3 separate regions of the Mus musculus genome follow, and regions 1 and 2 are each linked to region 3. Evidence: chromatin contacts called from public HiChIP or PLAC-seq and Micro-C data. All regions are on one chromosome and are shown on one strand. Each heading gives the region's core, a stretch centred on a gene start, on an enhancer-like site or on the middle of the called end of the contact. The rest is flanking DNA. Distances are from core to core; before and after follow the strand shown. Region 1 has its middle 54 kb from the start of Thumpd2. Region 2 holds the start of Thumpd2 (THUMP domain containing 2). Region 3 holds the start of Cdkl4 (cyclin-dependent kinase-like 4).

Region 1 (2,700 bases), core at 187-2,686, 430 kb after region 3:
TTAAGACACCTATCCCAGAGTCACATTCATACTAACTGTTAGTGTTTCTTCATTCTGGTTAGACATATACAAGAGGTAGAGAAGAAAGCTCTGGTCTTCTGGGTCCTCTCCACCGCTGGCTCTGGGCATTAGTAAGAGTGACTCTTTGAGAGAAGACTTGCCTCACCACGTCCTAAAAAGTACCACGTAGCAGGGTTGTGAGTTGCTTTCCGGTCCACTCACCCATAGACTCTGCAGACACTCCAGTAATCTATTCCTAGCCAGGATTTGAGACATCCTTAACTTTTTATGCATCTAGGTAGATTCTCATCGCCTCACGATTTTGACGAATTCCCCTCAGAAGTAATTGCTCCACAGTTTTTAATCAGGCAGCTGTATTTCTAAACCAGAACACACAATGCCCTTTGTAACTCTGCAAAGAATGCCAGGCTTATTTTTCATAAGCACAGGCTTCTCTTTACATGACTGACCTTCAAGGGACCCCATAGTCTGCAGTAGCCTAAAGGTATGACAGCAATTTTAATTACCTTCTTGGCACTCCCCCCACCCCCCAGAGCACATTATGAGAAATTCTCACGTCACCAGGAATGACTGAAGATTAATATCTAAGTGGGTGGATCTTCCCTATTTTGTCCCGTGTAAGCATCCCTGATGGCTTTTTTAAAAAAATTAATTCCCTATTTTGTCCCGTGTAAGCATCCCTGATGGCTTTTTAAAAAAATTTAATTAATTAATTAATTTAAAAAAATTAAAGCAATTATTTGAAAAAAGGAGGCTACAGAGATTTGTGGTGAGTGGCAGGCTGGCCTCTCAGAGGCTCAGGCAATGCAGTCAGTCCTTGCTTCTTCGTGCCTGTCTAGCTGCATGGCTTTGAAAGTCAATCATCTCTGTTGATCCTCTCAGGAGACATCCACAAGCTGGGGTATTTTCCAGAAATGTTGGCAATAGCCACACATTAAAGAGCCTCTCACGCCCCCTCCCCAGCCAGCACTGTGAAGATAGGGTAAACCATTATTTTCTTTATTCATGTTGAATGTGAGCTACTTAACAAGACATCACATATTAAATTACATTTGTAATAAAATAGATCTATCTGATGTTGTCAGTACAAGGATACCTCCCAGTAGTTTTTTATTACATATTAAGGAGAGCAGTCCATTTTATGTTGTTCCTTTCTGAGATTGGTGCACTGTGTGGTGATTTGGTGGTGGTGGTGGTGGTGGTGGTGGTGGCCTGTATCACAGAATCTTCCTCAAACACGAAGAATCAAACCTTGAAGCAGCCTTGGAGGTAAGCAGAGGCAGGGACTGTTGTCTTGTTAGCAGTAGAAGAGGGAGAGAGAGAGAGAGAGAGAGAGAGAGAGAGAGAGAGAGAGAGAGAGAGACCCAGAGCTAAACGCCCACAAAGGAGTGAGCTGGGCTGTGAGGTAGCTATGTCTGAGGAAGTGTCTGTCTCTGCAAAACATCAGTGAAGCATCATCAGCCCTGCTTTATGAGCCTCTGCTGTGGCTACAGTAAATCGCTGTCCTGCCAACATGGTTCTCAGATAAAACGGACTTGGGAGTTGAGACTAAACCAGCTGTGAAAGGTAACCTGAGGAGATAACGGAGTGATGAATGCAGTATCGACCGGGAGGATGAGCCAGCTCCTAAATAAGGAATTCTCCAAATAAAGCAATGGTTTAAACAGTGTCCCTAGTAGTGGGGAACGGTTTTCGAGCGAAGCTGTGGAAGGAATGAAGGAGAGCCAGAGGGAGGACCATATGGGGCTCACAGAGGGGATGGGGGAACAGTCTTTTCTCACAAGCCTGTCCAAAAATGCAACAACAAGGCAAAGCAGATAAGACACAGATGAGTTACCCTGGGGAGCCAGAGGGAATGTGACAGCTAAGAGGGAAACTGGGAGCGATGCATTGAATCAGCTTGTGATTGTGCGATTTACCTACATCATCAGGAAGAGCGTCACAGAAGGCGTCAGGCCTGCCCCAGCAGTGTTGCCCCAAGATTTCTCCGCTGCGTGACTCCATGTACCTCGGTGTCACAAAGGAAAAGAGAGGGTTTCCCTTGGGAGAAGATTATCTTTTCCCCTTGGTGACATTAGAATGCATGGACTTGCTCAAAGCAAAGTGGGGGGCGGGGGGCGTGGTTGAGAATCTTGGGCCTTTCTGGCTCTGTTCACATTACTGGCAGTTGAGCAGGAGAAGTAATTTGGCCGGTGGGTGGTGTATTACAAAAGGAAATAAAAAGGAAAGAAAGGACGTGACCGCTCCTAGGTCTGCCGGAGAAGGAAGTTTCTTAGATATATGTGGGAAAGCAGATCCAGAAACAGACACATCTGGAAGAGTCTAGAGTGGTCGTGACCCTGAGCCATGTTGGGAGAGGGGGAGGGAAAGGGAGAGAGAACAACCAAGTACAACAGCCAGGAGACCAAAGGTACAAAAAGAAGGGAAAAGAGAGGAGGTGACCAAAATGTCTGGATTACGTAGGGAAGAGCCTCTGTGGGGAAGGGCGGCCCAGAGTTCAAGGTAGAGGGTGGGGCATGCCAGCCGTACCCTGTAACAGAAGGATACCGGAGGACCTGGAGGCCAGGTCTGCTTTGGCACGCTCGGGTGGGTAGGGGGTCAGTGGAGATTGGAGAAAGCACTAGGCTGTGTGCTAATGGAAGAAGGAAATGTGTGAGCGGCATACTGCGGAGATGAGGT
Region 2 (2,700 bases), core at 97-2,596, 490 kb after region 3:
TTTGTTTTTTCAGTAAATAGCACAATCTTGGGGTTCACAGTGTGATCAAGTGCCCTGCAACATGTATATGCCCACATGTGGCTGGGTTGGACATTATATAGTTATGCTTGATTTCAGAATCTGAATATCACCAACATCATTTTGTAATTGTGTAACTTGAATACATCACTGGATTCACCTGGTTAAGACTGGGTATTAGTCTTGTAGAGGAACCATGTTTGCATCCTAGCACCCACGCAGGGCAGCCCACAATCACCAGTTACTCCAGCTCCAGGGAGATGAGCTGATGGTTCACGCTTTCACTAGTATGAGAACACACACAATTAAAACCAAAACAAACAAACAAAAAAACCCAACAAACTTTAAATCCTTGATGAATGCGGAGGTTATTATTTAGATATTTAATTTAGATTAAATTTATTTAGATTAAATGCTAGTCTTGGCAACTCTCCCCACTGCACCTGCACCTCTATCATCTCCATCTGCATCTCCACCATCTCCATCTGGATCCTCACCGTGGCAGAGACTCCTTTTGTGGGCTTCGAACACTGCTCCCCAGAGGCGAACAGCTAGTTTGGTTTTAGCAAGCTTCCCCTTTCCAAGAACATGTCACACACAAAAGTCCCGACCTATCCTATTACATCCTTTCCCTGTGTTTTCAAGAACTCAGTTTGCACATCCTGGTACGTTTGGAATTTGTTCACTAGTCACTCATTGAAACGCACGGGTAGCAGGGGAGAGTTCTTGTTCTAGCTTCTGTTTACCACGTGTGTTGTGGGTGTACTGGGCATGTCTCACAGTCCTCCTACAATGTAAAACCCAAGCTTGTCAAGTAACAAGACTCAAACAAGTAAGCCCGGGAAGTATATCTGCATTTAAGGTATAAAGGAAGGATTCTAACTCTAGCTATTGCCATGTCATAGTTTCTTTTTAAGGAATCCCAGACAAAAGTGGCTTCCGCACCCCTCTGTTTAAAACTTTGGCTGTGACAGATATACAGTGACCATACTGGATAAAGAACGAAACCACCAGAGCAGCCGGTTGCTCTCAGCAGTCATCAAAGGTCCCGGATGGGGCCCACTGCACGCCAAGGATGGGGTGCTCACAAGTCCTTCCCGGGCCTGAGCCCCACGCTGGTGCCAAGAGGGGACCCGGGGCGAGCGTGGCTCCCCCCGAGCACGGTGAGCCCGACTCACCTGCGTGGCTTCCAGCCGCGCGCGCACCTCCCGCATCAAGAACGGCTCCAGGCCGCGGCCCGCGGTGCAGAAGAACCGGGCGCCGCCAGCGGGGTCAGAACCCGGGTCTGCCTGGGCTACAGCCATGGCGCTCAGGCGCGACCCCGAGACCCGGTCACGTGAGCTCGGGAGCGCGCCTGGGAGCCTTCAGTGGAACGCGCACCGGAGCGTCGCCTTTGCAGGCCCGCCCTCTATGGGGCGTCCCGGAAACTACAGCGAGCCTCCTGCAGCCAGGCATCTCTGATTGTCAAGGGTCCTGGGGATGCTGTCCTTACTGTCTTCATCTAAGACTGGGCCGAACCGGTGAACTCAGGATCAAGAGAAGAAATTCTTGTTCTCCAGCAAAATGTCTTTGTGTTCCCGACACTTGTTACATTTCTTGAATCTGGCCAATCACATAGGTAAATAATGAATGTGCCATCCAGTTTAGTCTAATCGATTTGAGCTAGTGACGGTATTTGAATGGTTTTTTTTTTTTTTAAAGAAAAACCTCTTGAGTTTTAAAATGACAAAATTTGATATAGATAGAATAAAAATCTATCTCTAATTCAACAACATTAAATTAGCTATGTAGTTCTATATTGAATCAGATATTAGAAACTGTTAGAGGAATATTTCTCCAGGTCCAGAAATGAATGCCAGTGGGTAACTGACATTCTCTTGCCCCTTAACCAGTGGTCAGCTCCTGAAGGGTTGGGGCAGTAGAGCCAAGTTCCTTATGGAGTCCCGTCACCTGAGCGTTTCCAAAGGTCAGCTCTAAGTTGTTTCATTTGGTGGCTCACCCTAGACCTGTCCCCAAAAATTAAAAATAAAAGAGGGACAACACCTGAGGAAGGATACCTGAGGTTGTCTTCTGGCCTCTATGTGTACACATGCACATGTACGCCGCACACATATTTTCCTGCATATACATACATGTGCGTGCATACACACATACATACATAGTCTGTACTAAAAAAATAGTCTCAGATGCCTTCAGATGAATTTAACTTACCCAGCTGCAATCTGCCATTTGAATATTACTTATTCAACATCGAGGAAGTTGGAAGTCAACAGAAACAATTTTAGAACGGACAGACTTTAATTCTCTTTCATGTTTGTCAGTTCTGTATATTTCTATAATAAATTTTAGTCATTTTTATCTCACCTCAAGATGCACATTTAAACTGGAGTAGCTGTGAGACATTTGCTTCACAGTTTCTCCCTGTTTTGATGTGATTGTCGATTCCCTTAATTTCAAAGGTGTTTAATGCATGCAATTGACTATCAGAATGCAGATGTTTTAGGCTGCGAAATTCCTGGGGAGATGATAGTTTCATTCATCCGGATACCATAGTCATACACAGGCTTACTCTCGGTAGGTAATAAGTTAGTTTGGTGCTGAATTGGATGCAATTCATTGGCATAAGACTAAAAGAAAGACCAACACAGGAAGTCTCTCTCAGCTAGGAAGATTGCTATAATT
Region 3 (2,786 bases), core at 265-2,764:
CTTCAGGGTCATATTTCAGACTTCTCCATTTCTCACAGTCCAACTCAAATGTCCAATCCCCAAAGGCAGGCTCTTCTCTCCACAGCTGACTCTAACGGTGCCCACCCCAGCCCCACCTCCCTCACACCACCATTCATCACGCCAGGCTTGCATTGCCTTATTATACTTTCATTTTCTAATTTTCTTTTTAAAAGCAAAACCTGCAAGAATATGTTGATTATTATTACCACTGTGTTTGGGCAAGATTAAATGAATATAGCTGTGGGTTGAAAATATTTGCCATAGTTATCAGTCACCTTTAGCTTCAAGTGGTGTACCTTCTTAACTTCAGAATTTATAAGTATTTGACCCTGAGTTAATAGAGTTCTATCTACAAAGGCCAAGGACAAAAGCAGGCTGGGGGTCACCAGTGATTTTAAGACCCACAGACAGGGGCTGAGTTTAAGTGTAATAGCGGGATTTTAAAATTCCTTAGGGGTGGGTGGATATGGGGGACTTTTGGTATAGCATTGGAAATGTAAATGAGTTAAATACCTAATAAAAAATGGAAAAAAAAAATTCCTTAGAAAGTTGCTACGGAATTTCCTCACTATTAATGATTTACAAAATAAAGTACACAGGAGAAAAGAACACTCGGTTAGTTTTCAAGACTGTTTCACAAACTAAGTCCTGGGGGCTGAAGAAGTACAAGGAATACAAAGGCAAACAAAATCAAGACAGAGGGCGAGGAAGGGTGGACAAAGAACTCCCCTAACCTAAGAGGTCCCAGGAAACCAAAAACCAACCACCACCAATCCCTGGCTTTAGAAATGTGGAGGGGCAGAGACAGTTTCAGAGCCGGGAAGCTCACTGAGGATGCCACCCACAGTTTGTAGTTAACTGTTTCCAATAAAACCAAACATGCATTATGTTTAATAAACTTGATCGGAAAATGGATTCTACGGATCATTCAGACTTGTCTTTGCGAGTTACAATTTAAAAGCACACACCTGTGCACGAAGGTGTTCCCGTCAACGAAATCGATCTCGTTAGATTCTCACAAACTAAGCCCACCACGTCATTTACACAATCTATACAACTCATTTTCTTTATGTCCCCACGCTTCAGGCGTGTGACAAAAAGACCTGGAAGTTTGGCAAAAACTCACTTCATTTCCAAGCCTCTGAGCCTTCACTTTCCCCTGCGTCCAGGCCACAAGAGGTGTCTAGATGCACAGGTGCGTCCCTGTCCCTCTCTGGCACCCCCACGGCCCACGAGACCACGGGTGGCCCGTTCTTCCGCGGGTGCGCCCCCTCACCCCCGCCCTCCCGAGCCCCGCAGACCCTGCTCTCCGCCTTCCCCCGCCAGGGAACCTGCACTTACACGGCACAGCCTCCGGCGACGGTGACACAATGGTGTTCAGCTTCGGGGAGCCCCAGCCCGCGCAGTCTGCTGCCACCACAGAACTCCCGAGAGACCGAGCCTCTGCGGTGTCTCCAGGGCAACCAGGACGCGCAGGCTGCGCAGCTTCCACACAACTTGCTCGCTCTCTCTATTCGATTCGTTCCCTGGCAGGGTTACCTTCCATCCATCACCCATAGCTCTTACCTTATTCCTTGAGCTGTTTAGAGTCAGCCGTGGCTCATTAACGCCATTTTTGTAACTCAGCGAGACGCTGCTCCAGAGACCCTGGGCAGATTCAGAGTAGGGCGGGGGTGGGGGGGGTTGTCACCCAGTGGGGAAGAAAGCAAGGCAGATATCATTGAATGTGGCATCGAGACAAACATGTTAACAAACATGTTAATTTCAGTCGTTACCCACAGAATAAACTGAACTCCAAGGCGCGCGCATGCGCGCGCACGCACACACACGCGCGCACACACACACACACGTACCATATGCTATGTATGTATGTATGTATGTATGTATGTATGTATGTATTGTCTGATCTTCCCTTCTTAGTAGGTGTCTCCTTTCCTCCTGTACCTCACCTCCTCATTTCCTCAGGAATATGCTCAAGGATCACATTTTAAACGGAATGAAATCTGGAAGCACATTTACCTCACTCATTCAAGACCAGAATTCACATTTACCCATTTTTATATAATTTCTGCCTGTATGCTAGAAAACATTTCTCATCAGGTGCACCAGTAGTCCACTTTATGTACATACAAACATGTTGGCCTAATTCCATCTTTACTGGACTCTGTGTGTGTGTGTGTGTGTGTGGTGCGTGCTTCTCACCTTGAGACAGGGTCTTTGTCCTCTTTTGTGTATGACAGGGGGGCTGGCCTGTGACTTTTGGAAAGATTCTCCTGTCTCTCCATCTTGCCCCAAGAGCATTGGTGTTACAGATGGAGTCCATCCAGCTCACAGGGATTCTAGGGACTTAAACTCAAGTCTTTCCACTTGCATGGAGATCTCTATCCACTGTCTCCCCAGTCTGACAAGGTCTCTATGCAGTCCTGGTGGTTGTCCTTGAACTTGCTATGTACAAAAGGCTGGCCTCAAACTCAGGGATTTGCTAGCCTTTGCTTCCCAAGTGCTGGGATTAAAGATCACAAGGACTGGCTCCTCTCCACCTTTTGTGAGATAGGATCTCATGTTGCCTAGGCTGACCTGGGACTTGCTACGTAGCCAAGACTCTGAACTTGAGTCTCCTGTCTCCACAGTTGTGAATGCTCCCCATTCGCTCCCCATTTCTCCAAGCTACTCATCTACACAGAGACTCTTCACCGGCCCACTTTGGTTCTGTGCCAGGTCCTTGTCCACACACTCAAAGCTCTACTGCATTTAACATCACCGTT

Evidence for each region. Hi-C and Micro-C count contacts between places; a contact is called where the count stands out from the background. HiChIP or PLAC-seq counts read pairs in DNA pulled down with a chosen protein or histone mark.
Region 1: a contact with region 3 is called in an H3K4me3 HiChIP or PLAC-seq map of forebrain, with 6 times the contacts expected there. The contact joins the enhancer-like site here to the promoter of Cdkl4 in region 3. A contact is called at or near these places in 2 of 39 promoter capture datasets (both in embryonic stem cells), 2 of 15 datasets of contacts at CTCF or cohesin (the NIH/3T3 cell line and stem cell-derived epiblast-like cells), 8 of 484 Hi-C or Micro-C datasets (the N1E-115 cell line, bone marrow-derived macrophages, embryonic stem cells and 1 more), 7 of 115 datasets of contacts at active chromatin or transcription factors (embryonic basal ganglia, embryonic stem cells, forebrain and 2 more) and 3 of 9 other capture datasets (adipose tissue, embryonic stem cells and macrophages).
Region 2: a contact with region 3 is called in a Micro-C map of embryonic stem cells, with 2.4 times the contacts expected there. The contact joins the promoter of Thumpd2 here to the promoter of Cdkl4 in region 3. A contact is called at or near these places in 13 of 39 promoter capture datasets (the 3T3-L1 cell line, 3T3-L1-derived adipocytes, the C10 cell line and 8 more), 3 of 484 Hi-C or Micro-C datasets (the G1E-ER4 cell line, bone marrow-derived macrophages and embryonic stem cells), 8 of 115 datasets of contacts at active chromatin or transcription factors (craniofacial prominence, embryonic basal ganglia, embryonic stem cells and 1 more) and 3 of 9 other capture datasets (adipose tissue, liver and macrophages).

The regions. Positions count from the first base shown.
Region 1 is chr17:81,009,540-81,012,239 of GRCm38.p6, forward strand. No RefSeq gene overlaps it. Among named protein-coding and RNA genes, the nearest start is that of Thumpd2, 54 kb to the right of the region's middle. Within about 2 kb of position 1,437, at least 38 of the 459 cell types and tissues checked have an H3K27ac peak or open chromatin away from gene starts, as enhancers often do. A contact at or near this core is called in forebrain, where this site is marked.
Region 2 is chr17:81,063,739-81,066,438 of GRCm38.p6, forward strand. Thumpd2 (THUMP domain containing 2) reads right to left here and starts at 1,347. Exons shown (of 10, transcript NM_028138.1): 1 at 1,197-1,347. The coding sequence starts at 1,322.
Region 3 is chr17:80,575,970-80,578,755 of GRCm38.p6, forward strand. Cdkl4 (cyclin-dependent kinase-like 4) reads right to left here and starts at 1,515. Exons shown (of 10, transcript NM_001360143.1): 1 at 1,363-1,515.